Regions from separate parts of the Ovis aries genome. Here region 2 is linked to region 1. A link is a contact called in public Hi-C data. All regions are on one chromosome and are shown on one strand. The core of a region is the stretch at or near the end of the contact, and the rest is flanking DNA. Distances in the headings are between cores, read along the strand shown. Region 1 holds the start of FAM174A (family with sequence similarity 174 member A). Region 2 holds the start of ST8SIA4 (ST8 alpha-N-acetyl-neuraminide alpha-2,8-sialyltransferase 4).

Region 1 (7,092 bases), core at 3,097-5,596:
CAGAGCTCCAGAGATACTCACCTTGTTTCTTTCCTCTCAGGAACCACAGCCCATTTATACAGTCAGTGTGTGTGTGTTTTAGATATTTAACCTTAACATTTATTCAGATTCCTACCTGTTTATGCAGTGCCTAGCCTGACAACACTGTTCCTTCTTATTCTTGAATTGTTGTTCTTTAGTTGTCCTCTGAAATCCCAACTCTTCCTTCCCCTTCAAGAATTTTAGTGCATTCTCTCCAATTGCTGGTTTTGTGATCAGTTCATAGTCCCTTTTCCTGACTATTGAATTTTTTCCATTTGGACCTCAGGGTATATACAATCCACCTGAAGTGGCAGTATCCTGCCATTTAAAAGTATAAGAGACTCCTTCTATCAGATGTCACTATGAATGACCATTACAGTTGAGACAACCTCCTACATTCCCTCTTCCCTTAATGGACAAGCAAGGAAATTTTGCCACCAGAGAACACTTATTTGAGCCTTGTTTTCACTAGACTGAGCTAAAATTGATGTGACTATCAATATAAATGGCTCAGACAGTAAAGAATCCACCTGTAATATGGGGGACCTGGGTTCGATCCCTGGGTTGGGAAGGTCCCCTGGAGAAGGGAACGGCAACCCACTCCAGTACTCTTGCCTGAAGACTTCCATGGACAGAGATATCTGGCAGACTGCAGTCCATGAGGTCGCAACAAGTCAGACACGACTGAGCGACTTTCACACACACATATCAATATAAATGAAATCTCTATCAATATGAGTTGTCTTCCTTTTCCTTACTAACATAAATTTCTATAGGGAGTAGAATATGCCCATTTTAATACCAAAATTCTCAGATTACCAGAAGCTAGAAGCTGCCATGTGACATCTCTCCCTCCAATGAGATATGTGTCAAGGCCATCAGGTGGGACTTCGGGTAACCAGTAACTGTTTAAAAAGAAACAGACATACATGGCTGCTCATTTCTCCTTATGCCTATCCCCCATCCCCTTTCTACTTATCCATAAGGCCAACTTAAATTTGTAACTCTCACCTTGACCAAAAACATGTGAAAAATAAATGCTTATTTGCTGTATGCCACTGATGTAGTTTTCAATAGTGGTTATGCAGCATTATTCTAACAATAGCTGATTGAGACAATAAGCTAGACTCAAATCATGGAAGCCTACAACTAGGAGAAGACAAAATGTAAGAGGCAATATTGACCTCTGAGGCTACAGTGCCTGAGTTTATTGCCCAGCTCTATTGCTTTTACTCACGTTGATTTTCACCAACTTGATTATCCTTTATCGTGGTTTCTTAATTGTAAATTAGGAACAATAATGGCAGAATTGTTTAGCATTTCATGAGATCTGGTACACAACAGATAATTAATATGCAATATTATTATTTAATATGGGACCAGGGAGGGAGGGTTAGATTTTACTTAATAGGCCAGTGGTATTTTACACACTTCCATGGAAGACTGCTGTTCTGTCAGCTGGGGTGTTCCCTGATAAATCAGAATAATAGGGGTCTTTTCCTAGTATGCAGATTAATTTAAGTAAGTATAACTTTTCTTCTCTTTTATGTTTTTAAATCTCTCCCGATTGATACAACTTGTTTGCAAGACAAAAACATGTAAATGAACAAGTAGGATTATTATTAAGAGAAAAAATTCAAAAACACCAATTAGTTGGGCATTCTGTCTTTTAAATAGGCATGTGTGCCCCAAATTGTCATTTTATATTATACAAGCAAAATACAATATTTTCTCCCAGGAAACTGGTTCCTAGTTCCTGTGATGGAATTAAAAATATGTTTCATGACAGTTTACAAATAATACAGTATTATGCAAAAATCACAATAATTTGCAGCTTCTCTACCTGCTTAAGATCTCAAGCAATTTAAAAATAATTCTTTGTCAGAAGCAGGGAACAGAAAAGAGTTGATTAATGATAGGGACATTAGGGAAATGGGGAAAAGTTGATAACATTTAGATATAGGTGGTAAGGGAATGGAGAGATTCTTAAATGTTAGTGCAAATAAAAATTACCCTGAGAGCTTAGTAAAATGTATACAGAATCTAGAATAGTGATCTAGAATCAACATTTTTAACAAATTCCATTTCTGATTCTGATTCAAGTAGCTAGCTGCAGAAACACTAGAATGATTAGAATGCTCTAATCATTTGCAATCATTAGTTTAACTCTGCTATTTCAGAATTATTTAATACATTGCCATAACCAGTAAGCATGTTGCAGGTGGAAAGCTAAGGATAAATGATGACTCCAAGATTTTACATCTGAACACCTGAGTAAAGAATAATGGCATTAATCAAGATGAGGAAGACAATGGTAAAACGAGACATTGTAAGGAAGGAAAGATGGTGCTTTTGTTTTATTTTTTGGTGTTGAATATTGGATATTTTGAGGAGTGGAAAGGAGTAGCATTAAATACTAACCTTCCATGTAAGGCTCTGAATAAGATTGTGGATAAGGGAGAGAAGAAACCCAAGGAGCCACTTCATTATTGATAAATGTCCAGGTTGGAAACTAAAATTAGTGTGTGTCACCAATGGTCTTTCTCACACTGGAACCCAGCATTAAGATGCCTAGTCCTGGCAATTCCACATGGGTCTGCATGAGTCTATTACCCACCAGCAGCTAGAAGACACTATACTGACCACCTTACCTACAATAGTCCTTTACACAATTTTTACTACAGACTCTGTACTTGTCATTTTTAACATGCACTTCAAAATAAGAATGAATGTTACTATTATGTTATTTCCATCTGACCCTAAGGGGCTATGAGAGCAAGGATGATATCTTGTCTACTGTTCAATACTCAAATACAGTTCTGAAGGAGTAGAAAGTCTAAAAAATTTGTTGAATGAGGAAGTTTTTAAAAGAACAGATCCTAACTTCAATTTCTGGTCTGTTGTTTTTGTTTATAATCTGGTCACCCCAAAGTTCCATATTACTGATGTCAAAGTTAAACAGGCAGAGACTTATTCAAGACGATCACAACAGAAAAGAGGGGCCAGGACTCTGTCTGAACTCAATTCAACAGAAAGCTTAAGATATTTTAAGAGTAGGAAAACTCTCAGGTCAGTTCTGTTTACCCAAAGGAAATTCCGACTCTTTTTGACCTCATGCACTGTAGCCCACCAGGCTCCTCTGTCCATGGGATTTTCCAGGCAATGATACTTGGGTGGGTTGCCATTTCCTTCTTCAGGGGATTTTCCCAACGCAGGGGTTGAATCCGGGTCTCCTGCACTGCAGGCGGATGCTTTACCATCTGAGCTACTAGGGAAGCCTTCACAAAGGAAAAGTAAAATTTCTCTAAGCTTCGTGACGGGAGGCAGTTTTACAACTTGAAACAAAGCGCCTGCCTAACTTAGGCTTCTATGCTTCCAAGGAGACTGGGAGTTACGGGTGCTGTCTCCTTTTCTGCCATTTTAAAAGGATGACTCCTAGTTCAAGAAAGACAGCCCTGGGTTGTAACACGGGAAAGAACTTTTAAAAAGATTTATATCCCCAAAATGCAGAGAATCAATTACCAGTTACCAATACCTGTACCAATTATTGCTACAGTTAACAGTTTTCTAACGTAACGCTCTAAGGAAAGGGAGGTCAAGGACCCAGAGGCAGGAAAAAAATACCTGATAAAATGTGTACCTGAGCTGAGGGAAACGTCAAGGCGGTCTTTAATAAATGATTAGCTGTATTTATGCAGTTTTGCACCAAAAAACTCAAAGTATGAGCTTCCACTCTTTCCCGGTTTCTTCCTGCAAAGAGTTGCACACTTGACACAACTTTTTCCTTTCTTTCTAGTGCGCCAACCTCCCTGTCTAGTAAAATGTGTACCTGAGCTGAGGGAAACGTCAAGGTGGTCTTTAATAAATGATTGGCCGTGTTTCTGCACTTTTGCACCAACGAACTCAAAAGATGAACTTCCAATCTCTCCTGGTTTCTTCCTGCAAAGAGTTGCTGCACACTTGACACAACTGTTTACTTTTTTTCTAGTGACCTAACAACCCAGTCTAGTAAAATATGTACCTGAGCTGAGGGAAACGCCAAGGCAGTCTTTAATAAGTAACTGGTTGTATTTCTTCAGTTTTGCACCAACGAACTCATATTACAAGCTTCCACTCTCTCCTGGATTCTTCCCGCAAAGCGTTGCTGCACACTTGACACAACTCTCTTCCCGTTTGCTTTCCTTCTAGGGAGCAAACCGCAGGCTCCCTCCCCTCGACTTCCGGAAGTGCGCGGGGCGCAAACGGTCTCACGCGCCTGACGTCACGGAACGCGCCAGCCCCGGAAGGTTAGCAACCGGGAGCGTCCCTAGTAGCAGGGGGCTGCTGAGATGTACGAACTTCCGGTTGTCGACAGCAGCTGCAGCTGCCGCCTCCGCCACCTGCGGCGGGCCAGGTCTTCGCCCGGGCCTCAGTCAGCGTTTCTCCCCCGTCTCTTCAGTTAACACGCCCATGGTCCCGCCTGGAGCCAGGGCGGCGGGCGCCGGAGCTCGCGCGCGGTGAGGGAGCCGGCCGCGGACCATGCAGCCGACGCTCTGCAGCTGCTGCCTCAGCCGCGCCCTGGCCTCGGCGCTCCTGCTGTCCCTGCTGCTGCCCGAATTGAGCGGGCCCTCCGCGGGACGGCCGCCGGCAGCGCGGGCCGCGCCCGACCCCCAGCCCGCGGCGCGCGGGCCGCGCACCCGGCCGCCTCCGCCGCCCGGGCCCTCCGCCGCCCGGCCCGCGGGCCGCGCTCCGGCCTTGGAAGCCGCGGGCTCGCGGGGAGCCGAGGGCGGCAATGGCAGCACGCCCGGGGCGGGGCCGGCCGCCGACGACCCTGGCGGGAAGGCGGGGGCCGGGGGCCCGGCGGGCGGCGTCCTGGCCGTGAGCCCCGACCCCGGCGACAAGCCCATGACCCAGCGGGCCCTGACCGTGCTGATGGTGGTGAGCGGCGCGGTGCTGGTGTACTTCGTCGTCAGGACGGTCAGGTGAGGCGAAGCCTCCGCGAGCCTCCCCGGCAGGCCTGAGGCGCGCTTGTCTGCCGACCTCCTCCCACCCCCTCAGTCACGGTGCCTGCTGAGTGAGATTGTGACGAGGACTGTCTTGAAAGCCTGTGGTACCTTTGGGAGTGTTCAGACCGCCAAGTTCGTGCTGCCTCCCTTTTCATGTGTAAACTATCAATTAGCACCGAACCTCTATATCAATATTTATTTGAGTAAATTGATAGTAATGCAGAATGATCTTTAAGGATGATTTATAAAATGGAAAAAAGAAGTTCTTTTAACAGCAGTTTCCTGCTGTTGACTTTTAACTTGCCACCATCGGTTGTACCTTATGAAGTTTCTTGCTTTCCACCTTTTCTGAACCTGGAAACTGACAACTGCGTAGGTTCAATCATTGTTAGAGTCCCCATTAGAAACATCTAGCATTCATTTTGCATGACACTAAATAATGGACATGAGTTTGAGTAAACTCCGGGAGTTGGTGATGGACAGGGAGGCATGGCGTGCTGCAGTCCATGGGGTCGCAAAGAGTCTGAGCGACTGAACTGAAATAATATGGTGTGAAATATTACCAATTTCTTGATAAGGTGGAAAACTGATACCTGTGCAGCAAAGGGAAAAAAGTCATAAATATGATCCCGTTATAATATTGGAGAGTATGTTTAATATCTTAACAACTATATATGTTTTAACTTTACAAAATTTGGATTAGTAAATGGATAGACTTACTTTTTTTAAACTTCCAAAAAGCTTTTCTAAAATGAATTCATCTGTAAATAATTCTAAGTCATTCAGAAGCTTAAAGTTACAAATGAATAGTTTTTTGAGCTTATTCTTAATATAGAATGTTAGAGAATTAGTTAAATTTCAGATTTGTTACAAATATGGACACTTAAACCACGTCTTTAACTTTACCTAGGATAAAACTAACCTAGGAGAATAAAGTGATGTCCCACGATATATAATAATCATCACTGATTGTACAATCCATCATTTGCTTCGTTTGAATTTTTTTCCATGATGTTTGTGTCCAAATCTGTGATCAGCCTTTTGATTAAATCAGGTCCTTACATTGTACCAGGTTATGAATAAGTAAATGACTATCACTTATTTTTCTACTCCCTTTAATGCCTTATCAAGTAGAAAAGGAATTATATAGGTCAATTGGTGATATTTTATATTGTCGTAAGTAACTTCCACTTGATACGTTCTATTGTTACAGAAGTAAAGTTATATTATGGCATGAATCATGGTATTATAACATGCCAAATATGTAATGAGACCGATTTGGAAAAGTCATGATAAAGCCTCTTTAATTGAGTTGGGGACCACCTCTGAAGCGTTGAAATGCAGAGCTAAGAACTCGCTGTTAGAAGAAGCCGAGAGAAGAGCTAAGGAAGCTCTAGGTAGTTCCCTCCTATTTACTGCGGTAGAGGTAGTTGTGTGGGAAGGTACTGGTTTGTTTTCCAAATTATTTCACTTTTTTTCTCCCCTATAACTGCCTACCTTCAACCATTTCATATATTTCTTTAAATGGATTTACTTAAAGTTTCCTTTTAAACATATCTGTTTATTATTTTGTGAGTGAAAAACATTATTTAAGCGAACATTCCTTGGCTTAAATAACTAACTGAAAAAGCACAGCGTAACAGGGAACCCTGGAGGGTGGTAGGGTTCTCTGAGACCTGTTCAGGTATCTGCAATATTGAAACTATTTTCAAAATAATACATTCCCTTATAAGTTTATGACTTCCCTGGTGGCTTAGACAGTAAAGCATCTGCCTACAATGCCGGAGACCGGGGTTCAATCCCTGAGTTGGGAAGATCTCCTGGAGAAGGAAATGGCAACCCACTCCAGTATTCATGTCGGGAAAATCCCATGGACGGAGGAGCCTGGTAGGCTACAGTCCATGGGGTCGCAAAGAGTCAGATATGACTGAGTGACTTCACTATAAGTTTATAGGACCCAAGAAGTTTATTGATAATAGTTTCAAATTCCGCAGTGCAGCTAACTCATAAGAAACTAACTCTTGTCGCGTTTTGGTGTTCTATCAAAAAAAAAATGTTAACACCAGAATCTGAAAAGCTATTAAAA
Region 2 (6,154 bases), core at 3,232-5,731, 350 kb after region 1:
CCAAACAGCTGCACTGAAAACATTTCTTGCATGGGCTATATACAGGAAGGTTCAACATGTACTTCTAAAGGGATAATTACACACCATATAAAAGAAATAAAGCAACATATAAAGTATTCCTGCTTATATGCAGCTAAAACACCCACTTAGATGGCCATCCGTGTAATACCAGGGATAAAGTTAGTAGTTATGTTACTAGACTTTATAAATGTTTTTCTCTTTGAAATATGAGCTGCCAGGCATCGCTATAATTTATTCTATTAATTCTGCAGTACCTAATACATAGGATTAATTCAGTTTCATGAAATTAGGTACCCAAAAGCCCTGTATTCACCTCATTGTAAACTCTTCTTGATTTGGCTTTGGGATCTGTTCTCTTAGGTTAAACTTCCTATTTAAAATGAAAATGTAAGTTATTTACACAAAAAGAACTTGCATCAAACTAATCCTCAACAGAAATAGCAGGCAGTTTTGTGTTTTCATAACCTAAGTGTAAAACAACTGAAAGACAATGAAATGTGCTAACTTAACTTACAGCATATGGCTTTTAGTAGAATTCCAAATATAACATATGAAGTAACATGCAGATTCTGGTTTCCTGAGTTACCAGAGGGTGTTCTACTCTAGAACAAACTGGAATGAACACTGCTGACAACGCTAAAACACTCTTAAGTATGAATGCTTATCTCCATTGTCAATCCTAAGGTTCAGAACTAATACTGGAGATAATCTAGTGAGACAACCTAAAGTGCACAGTCAAGTGAAAAAGAGATCTCTAGATAATAAGTAAGTTAAACTGCCATTTAAAGTCCACCATTAAAAACGTATGTGGCAAGTTTTAAGGAGTAACAAAGCAAATGTCTATTTGGTATTAAAGTTTGTTACTTTCCCAAATGCATTACTTCATTAAATGAGTACACCCACATAATTTTATCTGTAGGATCTTTAAGTTAGCATATTTCTAGTTATATCCAAAGAACACAGTCAGTAAAAGAATATGCCAACTGACAGCAAATGCCATTTTCCCTCATTAAGTAAAAATATCAGTTAAGAACAGAGCCCTTTATATCCCTAAGTGCCCTTTCAGTTAAACTTTATTAACTAGCCAACAGATCAGGCAATTAATAGGCTAGCTTTGAAAGAAACAATTCTGAACATCCAATAATTACTCGACCTATCCTTCAATCCTTGCTTATGGAATGATTCCATGCTGCTGGAATTCCTCTGGAGATGTGTGAATGTGGTTGCATGGTGTGGGAAGCTGAGAGGCTGTTTCCTGCTTTTCCTTCTGTGTGGAATGACTGCTCGATCCTGGATATAAGAAGAACCAGGTCACGCCGACTCTAGGTAGGACCTCCAGTGTTAAAAGGCAGGCAGGTGGAATAAAGAAAGTAACTCCCGGTCTGCTGCCAGCTGGAGGCAGGGACGCTGAATCCGAATCCAGAAGGATGTCCTAAGATCCAAGGACTATGGAATTGCCCTTCACCGAATCTACGCCCGCTCACAAGAGACGCAGCGGCGCCCCCAAAGGTCAGACTCCTGTTTACCTCTCGGGCGATGAACGGGCTTGGGTTCAGGCGGCCAAACCGCCGCGCTGGGTTACTCATCTCCAAAGAAACCAGCCCCTCCACGTGGCTTGGGTAGAAAGAGAGTCAATGAGAAGAACCGTTGTTTGGGATGAGTCAACCCCGCCACCAGGAGCACTACTCGGGGGAGTTGAAATAATCAGCTGCTATCCCCAGCTTTTCAGGGGCATGTTGCAGCCGAGGGGAAAGCGCTGGGGCGAGGGTGGGCTGGGGGGGAACAGCTGTCCTCCGGGTGCGACCCCCCACCCCGAACCCCGAGCAGCGCCAACTCCCAGGTTTCAGCGAGGCGCGGCGCGCGCCGCCCCGCGTGGCCGTGATTGCGGGTTTTAATTAGGGAGGAGGCGCGCGGGGGCCGACTGGAGCAGTAAAAGTTATTGTTTTATTTGTAAAGGGGGCCTGATTCTTGCAATAGAGGCTGGTTCCTCCACCCGGGCGGGCAGCTCTCTCGTGGAGGGGCGCCCGGAGAACCCCCGTTCCGCGCGCAAGCCTCTTCCTGCCGGATGCGCCAGCCCCGCGCATCCTCGGAGGGGCGGGCTCGGCCCGGAGAAGGTGCGAGAGAAGCCCCGCGGGGCTGGCCCGACCCTCTAGCCCAGGCCGACGCCTGCTCGCCCCCCGCCTTCACTCCCCTCCCCTTCCTCCTTCTCCCGGGCGCCCTGGGCTGCGCCCACCGGCCGGCAGAGGCCACAGGAGGCATGTCGCCCAGGAAAGGGGGAGCATCCCAAGACTCGGGGTGCGCCCCGCCTTCCTGCCGGCCGGTTACGGAGGCCTGGGGAGGGGGCCCCCCGGGGTGCCCCCCCACCCGTTCCTCCCGCTCACGCCCCGCAGGGTGGCCCGCCGCCGAGGCCCCGACCCTCGGAGTCCTGGCCGAGGACGCGGCCGCTTTGTCTGGGCTCAAGGCGCGTCTGCGAAGCCCACCGAACCCGGAAGATCACCGAGAGCCTCGACCCCCCACCCCCAAGCCCAGCCTCAGCCTCTCCCCCTCGGGCGCCGGTTCACCACCTCCCGAAAGACCCTTTTGTCCGTCAGCAAAGCCCCAGGTCTACCCAGGGATGCCCACCCATTCACCCCCGCCCCCTCTCCCCCGAGTCCTTCTCTGACAATCGAGCCAGGCTGAAGGTTCAAGCCACCCCTTCCCAGTGTTAAGGACCTCACACAGTTCGGGGACCCCCCCTCCCCGAATAGCCCATTTGGAGATTTATTGAGGCATAACGACCATCCCGCACATGCCTCTTTGGCTTTTTCTTTCTCTTCCAGTCCCCTTCGACTGTACTTCTGTGTTAATTTTCTATCAAAGAACAGCGTCTTCTGTACAGATAAGCCGGCTTTTTGTTCACTTAAATTCTCATTACTTAGGGAAGAGCAGAAATATTAAGAAATGGAGTGCGTTAAGTTTAGTGTGTGTGTGTGTGTGTGTGTGTGTGTGTGAGTGCGCGCGCGCGTGTACACACGTTTTAGCTGTCCTGTGCCCCCGCCTCCCCGCCCCAGCGTGCAAGGGTTCTATCTTCGTCCTCATCTTTAGGGAAAAGAAAAACCAGGCTGGCATCTCTGCCAGTTTGGAGTTTCCGATAGCGACAGCAGACACCTCCGGATGAGGCAGGATTTCCGAAACAGGACTTCGAGCAGAGTTGACAACCAGGGGTCACATCCTCAGAAAAAAAAAAAAAAAGAACGTTTCCAAGCTATGTAAGCAACACAAAGTTGCAACCACCTCCTGGGTAAACTTCAAAGTCACAGAGGCTGGGGAGAGGGAGGAAGGAAGTGTGATATTTAGAGAACTGACTAGGGTGGAGGAAGATTCTGAACTCATCTAGACAAACTAAAGAAAAAGCAGAAATCTAGTCTGTGTGAAGTAGAACCCAGTTTCCAAAACTGTAACCATGACGCCCATGCATTTGACCCACGGACAGCAAAGAAGCAAGTATCACTGGTTGACCTGGAGTTTCTAACTCAAATGATGATACACAGATCTACTCGACGCCAAACAACAACAACAACAACAAAAACCAACACACAATTGTAAAGAGGAGACGCATTTCCTACTTTCTGGGCTTTAACTTCAGCCTTTCAGGAAGCCAGTTTCTGCTGGTACCTCCCTTTAGAGCTAGCACAGAGAAGGAAGGAAGGGCAGTAAAGACATGTGGACCGAGTTCTGCCCTGGGACTAAAAAGGGCAAGGGTGCCCGTTCTTTGTTGACACTCTGCGGGGACTTCTTTGGCTTGCGAGCCCCGGCAGCAAGGCAGCTGTCACTATCACCGCGCAGGGCAAGTTGAACTCCTACTGAGAACCCGCCGTGGAGAAATCACACACCTCAACAACATCCTTTGTTATTTACTTCACGAGACTAAGCGCTCACAGGCGGACCCCACCGCTAACACGACCCCAACGCTCACTCGACCGCTTCTATTCACATCTCATTCGCGGCTGGACTTTTTGTCAGATCCTAGAATGAAGCTTTGCATTTACCCGATGAGTTGCGTCTCCTGGTGCTCCTCGGTCCGTGCCATCTCTTTTGTCTTATAAAAGATCAGGAGCAGACTGATGGTGCAGATCGTCCACCGCTTCCTGATGGAGCGCATCTTGGGTGCCCGGGAAACTCCTGGTGGCCCCAGCTCCCTCACCTCCTCTTCATAGAAAGATTCCGTTCGGGGGAGAGGTAGTCGCGGGGCGTGGGGGCAAGATCTGTAAAAGCCGAGGAGACCGTGGAGCCGGAATCTCCCCAGCTGGTCTCGAGGGTCCTCTGCGGCCGAGCTCCGGCTGGTACCCGAGCGCTGCGCGGGGCGCTCTCTCTCGCGGTTCCCTCCAGCTCGGCCCGGGTCGGTCCAGCGCCTCCTCCCTGGGGCTTCGGTTCCTTTGCAGGAGAGACACCTTGTGCATTGGAGGTGGCGGCCGCTTCTGCAGCGGGGTTCGGGGGCGTCACTGGCCCTTCCCTTTTTGCTAGCATGGAAATGATGAGCAAAGCCAGCCAATCACGGCGCCGAGGGGGCGGAGGCTGCTGTTGCCTTCGGTCTCCGGCTGCTGCTTGCAGAGTAACGTCGCCGGCATTGCCTGCGCGGTGCGTAGAGAGGAAGCTCGCGAGCTCAGTCTTGTACATACACAATCGCGCTCACACACACACACACACACACACACACTCATACGCACGCACCAGTGCTCGCACACCGTGGGAAGAGAGCGGCGCCCGAGGAAAATGTCAGCTCGTCCTCTCGGGACAGTAAAGCTTGAGCTCGATCTGGGGACCAGGGCGCACATAGATAGTCTTCTCCGCTTCCGCGTGGAGAAGACCCCGCGGCTGGGGACACAGATCGGAGACGCGATCTGAGAGCTGAGGGTGGCTAGCAAGAGGGGTAGCCGCTTCCAGGCGTCTTTGCTAAATATACACCCTCGCGCGCGCACACAGGCCAAACGCAGGGCCTCCAGAGGGGAGTGAATGGGGGGCGGGAGGAGGAGGGGTTTGGAGGACGTTTGATGTGCTGGGCGCCGCTCCATCCCGAAAGGAAAAACACGCGCGCAAGAGCGGATCTCCCACTCCGGGTGGGTGGTGGATGACCAGCCCAGCTCAGAATCTGGCAAGGAACCAGTGAGATGGCAGAGGTGTCATCGGGGACTTGATGGATATTTAGGAGGGTCGATCGCTGCCATTTGAAAACTCCTCACGCAGAAGTCAAGGAAACTCCAATCCCACTTTAACTTTCAGAGTCTGAGAAAAGCAGAATCTCCTTTTTAAAACGCAGGTAGACTTACACACACACACAACCATACACGCATACACACATGCACACACCCAGAAGAAAGAAGGGAGGAGAGGAGAAATGAAGGAAGGGAGGGAGGAAGAAGGGGGAAAAGGAAAAACAGCAAGCTTTTCTCTCAAAGTCGTAGTAAATTGTATTCAGCCTAATTCTCACCCTCTCTTTCCCTCCACTGTTTGTTTGTTTGACTTCTACTGTATTGGTGGCGGGAGCACTTTTTCTTTCCTAGTCTTAGTTAGAGTCCCTCTCCAACTCTTGGGTCCCCTAGCCTCAGCCAGAGAGAAGCTTGCGACTTAGTTTGCCTTGGTTTGTTTTTTGCATGGTGTGAGTATGGTGGAGGTGCGTGAGGGAGTCAGTCCTAAAGTGAGACAGTGCCTGGAAGCCAGAATTTCCCCCATCTATCTGAGCAGGATCCAGACCCTCTGCTTTTAGTCCTTCCCCCTGAGCCTCTCTCAATTCTATTTCTCTTCCTTTGGGTTCAGCAATGGCTCCAGCTGTCATCCGCCCTTGGCCGCTAGGCCTTCCACCCCCCTGAACTTAGAAATGGTGAGGTTCACTGCCAGTCCTCTGCTGGAGGGGAGCAATACTGGCAAAAACTTCTAGTCCCTTGACAGCGTAAAATAACAAGGATAACAGCCAACACCTTTGCTTAAAAACTTGGGATCCCTGGCGATGTTTGCCATTCTTCACCTAAGATGTAGAAAATTAAGAACCACTCAGGTCTCCAGCCTCCTATTCACAGCAGAGTGAAAGGAAGTTGGGTCTAAAAAGCTCAAAGGAGCAAGTAATTATGAACCTTTATTGACACTACAAGTGGCCCAC

Evidence for each region. Hi-C and Micro-C count contacts between places; a contact is called where the count stands out from the background.
Region 2: a contact with region 1 is called in a Hi-C map of liver, with 8 times the contacts expected there. The contact joins the promoter of ST8SIA4 here to the promoter of FAM174A in region 1. A contact is called at or near these places in 5 of 16 Hi-C or Micro-C datasets (blood, hypothalamus, liver and 1 more).

The regions. Positions count from the first base shown.
Region 1 is chr5:97,362,176-97,369,267 of ARS-UI_Ramb_v3.0, forward strand. It overlaps FAM174A (family with sequence similarity 174 member A), which reads left to right and starts at 4,347. Exons shown (of 3, transcript XM_042250790.2): 1 at 4,347-4,982. The coding sequence starts at 4,540. It overlaps LOC132659908 (a long non-coding RNA gene), which reads right to left and starts at 4,207. Exons shown (of 2, transcript XR_009600941.1): 1 at 4,043-4,207; 2 at 1-926.
Region 2 is chr5:97,709,999-97,716,152 of ARS-UI_Ramb_v3.0, forward strand. It overlaps ST8SIA4 (ST8 alpha-N-acetyl-neuraminide alpha-2,8-sialyltransferase 4), which reads right to left and starts at 4,482. Exons shown (of 6, transcript XM_042250791.1): 1 at 4,050-4,482. The coding sequence starts at 4,162.